Linked DNA regions of Macaca mulatta: regions 1 and 2 are each linked to region 3. The links are chromatin contacts, called in public Hi-C maps. All regions are on one chromosome and are shown on one strand. Each heading gives the region's core, a stretch centred on a gene start, on an enhancer-like site or on the middle of the called end of the contact. The rest is flanking DNA. Distances are from core to core; before and after follow the strand shown. Region 1 holds the start of BLTP3B (bridge-like lipid transfer protein family member 3B). Region 2 holds the start of DEPDC4 (DEP domain containing 4). Region 3 holds the start of ACTR6 (actin related protein 6).

Region 1 (3,408 bases), core at 83-2,582, 59 kb after region 3:
ACCTTTGCCTCCCAGGTTCAAGCAATTCTCCTGCCTCGGCATCCTGAGTAGCTGGGATTACAGGCGCCCGCCACCACGCCCAGCTAATTTTTGTATTTTTTGTAGAGACAGCGTTTCACCATGTTGGTCAGGCCAGTCTTGAACTCCTGACCTCAAGTGATCTGCCTGCCTCGGCCTCCCGAAGTGCTGGGATGACAGGAGTAGTCATTTTAATCCCTGAAAATGTTAGCTCTGTTTGGGGCTGGGTAGGGCAGAGCTGTAGAATTGTAGTAGTTTTCCCTATTTTAACAATTTCCTTCCTTCCTTACAGAAATTTTCACATGATATTTACATCTTTAGGTACAACCTAGTGAAGTGGGTAAGGCTGCTGATTAACCTATTTCACAGATGACTAAAATGAAACTAAAAGTAAAGAAATTATTTTCCCCCGGATAACAGCTAGAAAATACCAGAGCCAGGAGTTGAATTATAGGCCTTCTAATTCCTAGGTCCTAGACTATTAGGAACCATTGTCAACCTTTACTTCCTTTAGGATAGCAATAACCAAGGGAAACATTAAATTGCCACATTCAGGTAAGGGAAAGGCTGAATATCTTAGAAAAAGAAAAAAACAAACAAACAAACAAACAAAAAAGAAAGAAAAACCGAAGGAAGAATATGAAGAAAGGCGAGTAGGTCAAGAGAGCAAAGCAAGCAGAGGAGTTAATGGCCGATACTTAAACCATTCTGAGGAGGCCGGGTGCAGTGGCTCACGCCTGTAATCTCATCACTTTGGGAGGCGAGGCGGGTGGATCAGGAGGTCAGGAGTTCGAGACCTACTGGCCAATATGGTGAAACCTCGTCTCTAATAAAAATACAAAAATTTGCCGGCAGTGGTGGTGCGCACCTGTAATCCCAGCTACTCAGGAGGCTGAAGCAGGAGAATCGCTTGAACCCTGGAGGCGGAGGTTGCAATGAGCCGAGATCGCACCACTGGACTCCAGCCTGGGCGACAGAGCGAGACTCCTCTCAAAAAAAAAAAAAAACAAAAGCAAAAAAAAAAAAAAAGTCTGAGGAAATGAAAAAGGGAAGTAGGACGTAGATAAATCAGCCACGGATCAGCGATGGAGACAGGAACAACATCAGCGGAGGAAGGAGGGAGGAGGGAGCATTAAGGCCAAGACGGTTGGTGGATTGGGAGTCAAGGCCCTTGTGTCGCGATGTCTAAAAGGGACACTGGCGCCAGGGCCGCAAACCTCCCGCCCCCGCCCAGAGCCCGCCCAGAGCCGGCGTTGGCCCCGCCCGGCCTCGTGCCGGCCCCGCCTGGAGCCGCCCCGCCCCCGCCCTCCCCCGAGTCTCTTAGGTGATGCTGCAGCCAAGATGGCGCCCGCGGCGGCTGTGGCGGCCTGAGCGCGATGCTCCGGGTTCTCGGCGGCGGCTGTGGCCTTGGCCGGGGCCTCGCGTCTCTCCCGGTCGTGAGCGATCAGCGCCTCTCCTGTGGCCGGGCTAGCCGGGACAGAAAGGAGACGACCACGAAGAGAGGAGGCAGTGAGCAACAGGACGAGAGCGCGTCGACTCCAACCTCGGCACCATGGCCGGGATCATCAAGAAACAAATCCTTAAGCACCTCTCCAGGTCAGTGAGCGCCTTGGACGTCGGCGCCAGTCGGCCTCCGCCCCAGCCGGCACTGGAGTCAGCCTGCGGCTTCGGGGGCGGCGGCGCATGGCGGCTGTGCGGGAGGCGACCTTCGGACTTCCCCGCTCTGGCCGGGGCAGAGGTCGCGGCCCCGGATCTCGTCGCCCCCGGCGCCGGGGGCTGGCCTCACGAGTCGGTCCCTGACGCGTCCTGCCCCCGGGCGGGGGCGCGGAGGAGCGCGGAGCGTGGCTGGCTGGGATCGCTCCCGGCGCGGCGTCTGGGGGCGTCCGGGGTCCGCTCTGTGTGGTACTGCGCGGAGGCTGGGGGTGGCATGGTGTCACCCAGGTGCCTGGTTAATGTGCGGGGCTGCAACTCGAGCTCGGTGCTCGTTCCCCTTGGAGCAGAGCGGTTCCGTTAACCGAGGGCTTCTGGCGCAATGTGGACTCTTAGTGGAGGCTGTGTTCTCAGTAAAACGTTAACCTTGTGATTGTTCTTCTGAATTCCTCCCACCTTGGCGTTCCCGCTCTGAGGCATCAGAGGGTGTGCCTGTTTGCACAGTTAGGATTTGTTTTAGGTAAATAAGCAGAGTTCGCAGCTTTGGCGAGTTCTTTCTGGAGTCATAAGACCCACATCATTCTTACTGAACTTTTTTTTTTTTTTTTGGTTTTTGCTCTTTTTCCTCTGCAACTCTAAAATTCAGGGAGTTAACATCTGTGGTGATTAAACCCAAGACATGTCATTCTCTCCATTTCATAACGCGATTTTAGTCAGAAACATGACTCAGTAAAGCTGGCAGTTTGTTACTGCTCTTGGCTTCTCCATGTTTGTCTCAAGGCAGGCTAAATGTAAGATCTTGTTCTAAGTTGTTACCAGCGAACTCAAAGCGCTTGGTTAGGATACCTTTCTGTTCTATTTGTAAGTTAATTTTAACTGATTTTGGGAAGACACTTGGTATGATGATAGACTCGTATAGTAAACATAATTCTTGATTCCCCAGATTGTCTTATACCACAGGTTATATATTGGGAACAGAATTACTACTTGTGTGATTCAGCAAATATTTTCCTCACTTATAATATTGAATAAGATATAGCACTTTTTAAAAAAAGTAGCAAAGTATAGCAGCGTGTGTGTGTGTGTGTGTGTGTGTGTATGTATGTGTATATATATATATATAGTATTTTTTAATAGTAGAGACGGGGGTTTCACCATGTTGGCCAGGCTGGTCTCAAACGCCCAACCTCAGGTGATCCGCCCTCCCGGCCTCCCAAAGTGCTGGGATTACAGGTGTGAGCCACCACGCCCTGCGTGAATGTATATTTCTTAATGTTACCACTCATTGGAAAGTTTCTTTTAAAATTATATATATGGTCCAATTCTGAACTATCTTATTTTGGAAGGTTTTATCTATTTTTAATTTATGTCCTCCAGCCTTTCTCATACCCAGCTCCACAAGAAAATTCAGATCTGCAGAAAATGATTTGAATGCCTATTTTCTCACTCGTCCAAGGATGATGCTGCATAGCTAGTACCACTCTAGATGCTTAGAAGAACAGTAAATTAAATCAACAAATAGTGCATTGGAGTTTAATTCTTTTATAGAACTCCATTTGAGAGAGGCTCTTAAAAATTAATAGCATGTATACCAAAGTATAATAACAAAATTAAGAACAAAGATGTAATGGCTTACTGCATGAGATAGAAAACACCCAAATATTGAAAATTGAGTCCTTAGGACTAATTTTTATTTTATTATTTATTTACATCTTTTTTGAGATGGAGTTTGGTTCTTGT
Region 2 (3,482 bases), core at 117-2,616, 63 kb before region 3:
TTGCCTCAAGAAGTAATTTATATACTCAGCTGATTTCATTTTTAAATATTTTAAAAATATTTGTGCTAAAGAATAAGACAGCAAACCAAACAACAACAACAAACCTGCAAAGTCCAAAAGGAATCTTCAAGCATCTGACTTTCAAGCCATCACCAGAACATGACGGGGTTTTACAGTGACAGGCTGATTTGGAGCATTTTTGCCAAACTATTTATTTTTCAGAACGGAGACATGCTACTTAGAAAACTCACTCATAGAATCCAATGTTTTTAAAAAGTGTCATCACAAGTAATTCCTGAGTTTCACGTACTAAAAAACAGTTGACACCTTCCAATGAAGTCACTACAGGCATATAGCGCTTTTAAGCGGCTTGTCTGGAGCCTCCTCGAGTGCTTTAGAAGGTGGATTTGATAATATGGTCTCCTTAATTACGGATCACAGGTATGTGCTCAGTCAGAGTCCAAGAAGTTTTTGCAAGCTTTATCGGTCTAAACCTTCCTCCATCGGTTCTCTTCCGCTTAGAAAAACAAGACTGCAGGAGTAACCGGTGGGGTTTTTTGTCTTAACAAAACACCTGCCCCACCCACCTCACACACAATAACCTTCCATTCCAGAACTAAAGCTACTGTCAGAGAAGGACTGCGGGCGGCAGGGCCCCGGCTGGTGACCCAAGCTACCGAATTCCAGATCTCAGAACTGAGGGGAGCTCTCTCACTCGGTCCTAGAGTAGTGTCCAATGTCCCCGAAAGGTACCACGTTCTCCACCACCGAAACCCGAGCTCCCCAGCCGGCATGGGGGGCTCTCCCTCCGGCAGCTGACTCCGATCCCCGGTCTCCCGTCGCCTCAAGGCCTCTTCCGAGGACTCGGCCCTCTCGGATCAGCTCCCCGGAGCTCGCTGGTCGCCCAGCCCTGCTATGAGCGGGCGCCGACCGCCGATCGCCCGGCCGGCCGCCGGCAGGCCCGTCACCAGGCAACATTCACCAGCCCAGGCGGCCCTGGGAGGCCTACCCCGGGCGCGAGTCCTCCATTCCCTCCTCGCCGGCCCCGGGAGCCCAGGCGAGAGCGCGGCCAGTGAGGGAGGTTGCTCGGTGCCGGCGGCCGGTCACTTACCTCTTCCTTCTCCTTCCAGGAGGGGCGGTGCTGGGGCTCTTTCCCCCCGCCCCCCTAACAAACGCCGCCTGGCTATTCCTGCTTTGCCTTGGTGCCTGGCCGCTGACTCCGGCTTTACTCCATATCCTCCGCCGCCCCCGCGGTCGCAAACGTCGGAGCTGGAGGAGGGAAGGGGGTGAGGAGGGGAGGGACTGGGGACGAAGAGTAAGGGAGGGGGAAAAAGACTAAAAGACCTGCTGGCCGGGGGCATGACGTCACTTCCTGCTGGTTCGGAAGAGGCGGGGCCAGGACTTCTCTCCGCCCCCTGGTGTCAGTTGGGGGCGGGGCTATGGTGCCAGAGGAGGAACCAGCACGCGAGCTTGTGGCGGTTCTTTTGACTCCGCGGTTCCGTAGACTTGGCAGTCAGAACGAGCTTCCGGGCCCAGGGCTGAACGGGCCAAGTTCCATGAACCGTAGAGGTGGCTTCTGCCGGAAAAGGAGGACATGCGGCCCTGTATATCCTAGCCAAAGGTGTAGTGAAGGTGGAGTGGGGAGCTGAGGGGAGCGGGCGGCTGGGACTCTGCTCCTCATCGGGCCAGGGCCCCGCCCATTTCCTAGCCCGCCCCCTTCGTGGTCTCCCAGGCACTGGACTGGGGGACCCAGGACTGAGGCTTTTTAGGGGTTACTCTGGTGAAGTGCCCTTGGAGCATGCAGGAAAGCATTTTTTCCCAAACTTTAATATACATACGAATCCCTAGGATCTTGTGAAAATGCAGATTCTGATTGAGGAGTAGGGTCTGATAATCTGCGTTTCTAATACATGTCCAGATGGCACCAATGCTGCTGGTCCCTAGGCTACACTTAGAGCAACAAGGGGTTAAAGTACTAGAGGGCAAGTTCCTTGAGCTAGAGGAGTGATTTCTTTAATCTAGCCTACTTGTTTAATGAAGGTTAGAGAGGTAGATTGTCCATGGAAAACAGCTAGGCTCCACCGCTCTGTCTTCCGCCAACTCCTTCGAGTACCCTCCTGCCCAACTCCGCCCATCACTTTCTGGCCTCCCCTCCTCAGTCTACGCTCTGCCCACAATGTCTGGGGATAAGATTTCTGGAGTGATTAGACGGGTGACTTCTGTTACAGAAGGAATTTGAGGGTGGTGGATTTTTATTTGTCATTTTATCGTAAACATACGTGTAGTTGGGCATACCTTTTGCGGTTATACGTAGTCGGAGAAGAGAGCTTAAATTCTTGGATTCTACCCACTTCCCCCTGCAAATCTAGAAAAACATTCTAGATGTTCTAAGTTATTCCCTTATCATTCTTTAAATGTTTTAATTAAAATTTTACTGGGGTGGGGAAGAATGAAGAATGACTACGAACTATAGGTTTCTTTGTGGAATGATGCAATGGTCTGAAATTAGACAATAGTGATGGCTGTACAACTTTGTGAATGTACTAGAAAACACTGAATTGTACACTTTAAAAGGGTGAATTTTTATGGCATGTGAACTATATCTCAGTAGTTTTTACTGTCTCCAGTTAATTAAAATATGAATTTATATGTGCCCATTATAACAAGTCGGAAACATAGAATAAAAAATGATGTTAACTTGACTGGGCTCAAATGAAAAACATATATTAAAAAATGAACATCCTCTTTCATCAGCCACCATTACAATCCTTCTTCCCCAAGGTTACTCGTTTGAAGTTTATTCTTCCAGTTCTTTCTATTTATTTACATACATTTTTATGTAGGTTGGGAATTCATTTTTACCTAAGTAGGATAATAATATACAAGTTGTTCTGCTCAGTTCATTTTAAAAAAAATTTTGTTTTGGGTTTTTATTTTTCCCTTCTTAATGAGATCCTTGCACACTATAAACATAGCTCTACTTCATTCTTTCTAATGGCTGGCTACTATTCTATAGTAAGGGTATATCATAATTTAACTGTTTTTTTCAGGTAATAGACTGTTGTTGTTTTTTTTTTTTTCCATTGCCCAGGCTGAAGTGCAATGATGTGATCTCGGCTCACTGCAACCTCCACCTCCTGGGTTCAAGCAATTCTCCTGCCTCAGCTTCCCAAGTAGCTGGGATTACAGGTGCACGACACCATGCCCAGCTAAATTTTTTTGTGTTGTATTTTTAGTAGAGATAGGATTTCACCATGATGGCCAGCGTGGTCTTGAACTCCTGACCTCCACCTGTCTCAGCCTCCCAAAGTGTTGGAATTACAGGCGTGAGCTACCGAGCCTGGCCAACCGTTTTTGTTTCTAATTGAGACAAGGTCTCACTCTGTTGCCCAGACTGGAGTGCAGTGTGGAGGTCATAGCTCACTGCAGCCTTGACCTCCCCGGCTCAAGTGATCCTCCCACCTCAGCCTCCTGAGCAGCTG
Region 3 (3,834 bases), core at 420-2,919:
AATGTTTTATACCTGCTTATTTCACTTATAATACTGTCAACATTTTCTCTACATGTTTAAATATTCTTTGAAGACATAATTTTAAGAAGCTGAATTTGTTAACAATCTCATGGTTGTATTTTGATGTATTTAGCCAATATGCTATTCCTGATTATTTAGCTTGCTTCCCATTTTTTGGCTGCCTGTATACGATGTCTATGAATAATACAAAGCACTTCTAATTAATTCTCTAAGTAATAATAGAATTACTGTGTCGTGGCCAGGCGTGGTGGCTCACGCCTGTAATCCCAGCACTTTAGGAGGCCGACACAGGCAGATCACGAGGTCAGGAATTCAGACCAGCCTGGTCAATATGGTGAAACCCCCATCTCTACTAAAAATACAAAACTTAGCTGGGCACGGTGGCGCGCGCCTGTAGTCCCAGCTACTTGGGAGGCTGAGGCATGAGAATGGCTTGAACCCGGGAGGCAGATGTTGCAGCAAGCCGAGATGGTGCCACTGCACTCCAGCCTGGACGACAGAGCGAGACTCCCTCTCCAAAATAAAAAAAAAAAAAAAAAAAAGAATTGCTGTGTCAGCTAGGTGTGGTGGCTCACACCCGTAATATCAGCACTTTGGGAGGCCAACGCAGGTAGATTGCTTGAGGCCAGGGACTGAACACCAGCCTGGCCAACACCGTGAAACCCCGTCTCTACTAAAAATACAAAAAATTTGCCGGGCGTGGTGGCGCACGCCTATAATCCCAGCTACTCCGGAGGCTGAGGCGGGAAGATCACTTGAATTCAGGCTGCAGTGAGCTGAGATCGCACCACTGCACTCCAGCCTCTGCGACAATGATAACGATACACATTGCCAAAACGTTTTCCAGAACGGCTGTAACAATTTACATTCCTACTCAGTTTGATTTCCCTCTTTTTCAAAATAAATGAAAAAGAAGGAAAGGAGGAAGGAAGATAAGAATTTTTTTTAATGCTCTGTTAATTTGATAAAGGGAAGGCGTGACTTTAAGTTTACTTATTTATTCAAACATATATTTTATGACTATACATGTTATGAATGCCATTGTATTAATAGTACTTCTGTTTAACTGACCTTACCAACTAGGTCGGCCAGTAGGCCAGTCTTCAAAGCCTCTAGATCCTAAAACCGTGATTTTTAGACTTTTAGGGGGTCATAGAACCCTTTGAGAATCTAATGAAACCTATAATCTTGTACCCAGGAAAATCCACATACACCCAAACACGCTGCCCAGTTTCCAAAGGCTGATGAATTTTACGGACCCTTCTGTTAGGAATGCATCTCTAAAAGTCTATTTTCCTTGGCTATTTCCTCTTAAGAAATAAAACAGACATCCCACTTCCGGGGCCTCGCAGCCCAAAACTAAAACCAAAATCAATTTCAATTCAAAGCATCACAACCACCCACCCAGCTCCAACCAGGGAATCCCTCTGGCTAAGTCAGGGCCGCGCGGGGGCGTCTGCAGTTCATTGATGTCCGGAGATGAAACGTAGCACATGAAACCACTAGGCATATATATCTTGTCCCTCGGAGAAAGAAAGCACTTACGACACATTTTCATGGCTGTAACCGATTTTGGCGTTGTAAGCTCCGTTATCCAGCACCAAGGTCGTCATTTCACCACCAACCACACCGCAGCCGCCGTTGTTTTCCCTTTCCGACCCCTCTGCTCGAGCCTTTTCCGGTACTCTATGGTTTGTTGGGCGGAGCATTAGGACGCGCCTCTGGTCACCCTAGCAACGGTGAACGCCGGAAGTCGGAGATGCTAAGCCCCACAAACTGTTAGGGAGTGTCCGCTGTGCTTCCAAACTTAACCTGTTTATGTGGTGGCGAGATTTGACTGCTAAGTGCTTTCTCGCTCATTTCGTATTTGTTTTTAACTGCGCAGATTGATTTGCGCAACTTTTTTCTAATCCTGTAGAGAACCGGCTGCGTGCTGTGTGTGTGTGCTTGTGTGTGTATATGTGTGTGTCTTCCGATAGCATTCTTCAGACGGTGACATTCTTTGAAGAAAAAAGTGCAAAACCATACGCAGTAAGAAGGTCTATCGACTGCCTTGCTCTTGGACTCACATTCATACCGTCCTCTTCCCCATTCCACTTGCTCTTCAGGACGCAGCTGAGTCTTTCTCATCCAAAAATGGCTTTTGGACCGGACGCGGTGGCTCACGCCTGTAATCCCAGCACTTTAGGAGACCGAGGCAAGCAGATCACTTGAGGTCAGGAGCTCGAGACCAGCCTGACCAACACGGCGAAACCCCGTCTCTATTAAAAATACAAAAAGTAGCCGGGAGAGGTGGCAGGTGCCTGTAATCCAAGTACTCGGGAGGCTGAGGCAGGAGAATTGCTTGAACCCGGGAGGCGGAGGTTGCAGTGAGCCGAGATGGCTCCACTACATTCCAGCCTGGGCGACAGAGCGAGACTCCTGCAGTGCGGGGACTTGGCAGGTGCGGGAGGCAGGACCTGGCCTCCGGGGCGCCGCGGGGGCAACGGCCAGCGGGCGGGGGCAACGGCCAGCGGGCGAGGACAACTGCCAGCGGGCTTGGAGGGGCCGGGAGGCGACTGCAAGTCCCAGGCCACTTTGAGCGCCTGCAGGAGGAGCGGGGCGGCGGGGAGGGGGCGCCTCGGGGGCAGGGAGCGCAGCAGTGGCAGCGCGAAGGCGCGGGGGCCCGGGCACCTATGGTTGGCGCGCAGGCAGCGATACCGGGGCCGGAGCCCGGCCAGAGGAGGTCAGCGACGGCAAGGGGGAGGCCGAAGAGCCCGGGGCGGGTCCCGCGCGGGAACCAGCGCGACTGCGCGGCTACCGCAGCCGCAGGTTCGTGTTGGACGCGCGCCGCTGCTGCCTCTGCTACTTCAAGAACCCCCACCACCCGCTGCCCCTCGGCCACCTGGACATAGCGGAAGCCTGCTTCAGCTACCAGGGCGCCGACGAGGCGGTGGAGCAGCCTGCGCACTTCCAGTTGCACAGCGCGGGAGTTGCCAAGGTGCTTGAGGTAGGACCGCGCGCCCTGCAACTGCCTGGGCGCTTCTGTCGGCGCCCCCTGCCTCGCCTGCGGGCCTGCCCCATCCACCCTCGTTTCTCCAAGGCCTCCTCGCACCCTGCCCACGTCGGCCTGCCTTTCCCCACTTCTCCACATCCCGTCCATGGTCCTATCTCCTCCCCTCTACCTGGGTTTAGGCCAGTGTGGCTGGGGCTACCCAGCCCTGTCTCCTTCTTCAGACACTTTGACCCATTTTCTCCCTCTGCGCCTTCCCTCTGGCCCCTCTCTAGTGTCCTCTCACCCCCAGCATCCCATGGATGTCCAGTGCAGCCCGCCCAAGCATTCATAACCGTAGGTTTCTGCCCCCGGGGCCTCCTTTAGAACTCTGCTAGGACCTTGATACATCAGTTAACCGCTCTGCGCTTCAGCCTCCTCTAAAATGGGGTAGCAGTAGTATCTATATCATGGGGTGTTGAGATTAAACTAATTATACTCTAAACTGCTCAGTAAATATTAGTACATTTATTTTATTTTTATTTATTTGTTCTTTTTGCGATAGGATCTCGCTCTGTTGCCCAGACTGGAGTGCAGTGGTGTGATCTCAGCTAACTGCAGCCTCGATGCCTGAGCTCAAGTGATCCTCCCACCTCAGCCTCCCAAGTAGTTGGGACCACAGGTGCGGGCCCATGCCTGGCTAATTAAAAAAAAAAATTTTGTGTGTGTGGAGATGGGGGGGGTCTTGCTATGTTGCTCAGGCTAGTTTCGAACTCCTGAACTCAAACCATCCTCCCCACCCAGCTTCCCAGGATTCCAGACGTGAGCCACAGTGCATTTAG

The links. Hi-C and Micro-C count contacts between places; a contact is called where the count stands out from the background.
Region 1: a contact with region 3 is called in a Hi-C map of fetal cortical plate, with 2.9 times the contacts expected there. The contact joins the promoter of BLTP3B here to the promoter of ACTR6 in region 3. A contact is called at or near these places in 5 of 14 Hi-C or Micro-C datasets (CD4 T cells, cortical neurons, fetal cortex germinal zone and 2 more).
Region 2: a contact with region 3 is called in a Hi-C map of cortical neurons, with 4 times the contacts expected there. The contact joins the promoter of DEPDC4 here to the promoter of ACTR6 in region 3. A contact is called at or near these places in 2 of 14 Hi-C or Micro-C datasets (CD4 T cells and cortical neurons).

What each region holds. Positions count from the first base shown.
Region 1 is chr11:107,491,918-107,495,325 of T2T-MMU8v2.0, reverse strand. BLTP3B (bridge-like lipid transfer protein family member 3B) reads left to right here and starts at 1,332. Exons shown (of 22, transcript XM_015152555.3): 1 at 1,332-1,614.
Region 2 is chr11:107,613,503-107,616,984 of T2T-MMU8v2.0, reverse strand. It overlaps DEPDC4 (DEP domain containing 4), which reads left to right and starts at 1,366. Exons shown (of 10, transcript XM_015152558.3): 1 at 1,366-1,632. The coding sequence starts at 1,440. It also overlaps a transcript of SCYL2 not described here.
Region 3 is chr11:107,550,640-107,554,473 of T2T-MMU8v2.0, reverse strand. It overlaps ACTR6 (actin related protein 6), which reads right to left and starts at 1,669. Exons shown (of 11, transcript XM_077954790.1): 1 at 1,567-1,669. The coding sequence starts at 1,634. It also overlaps the pseudogene LOC694113.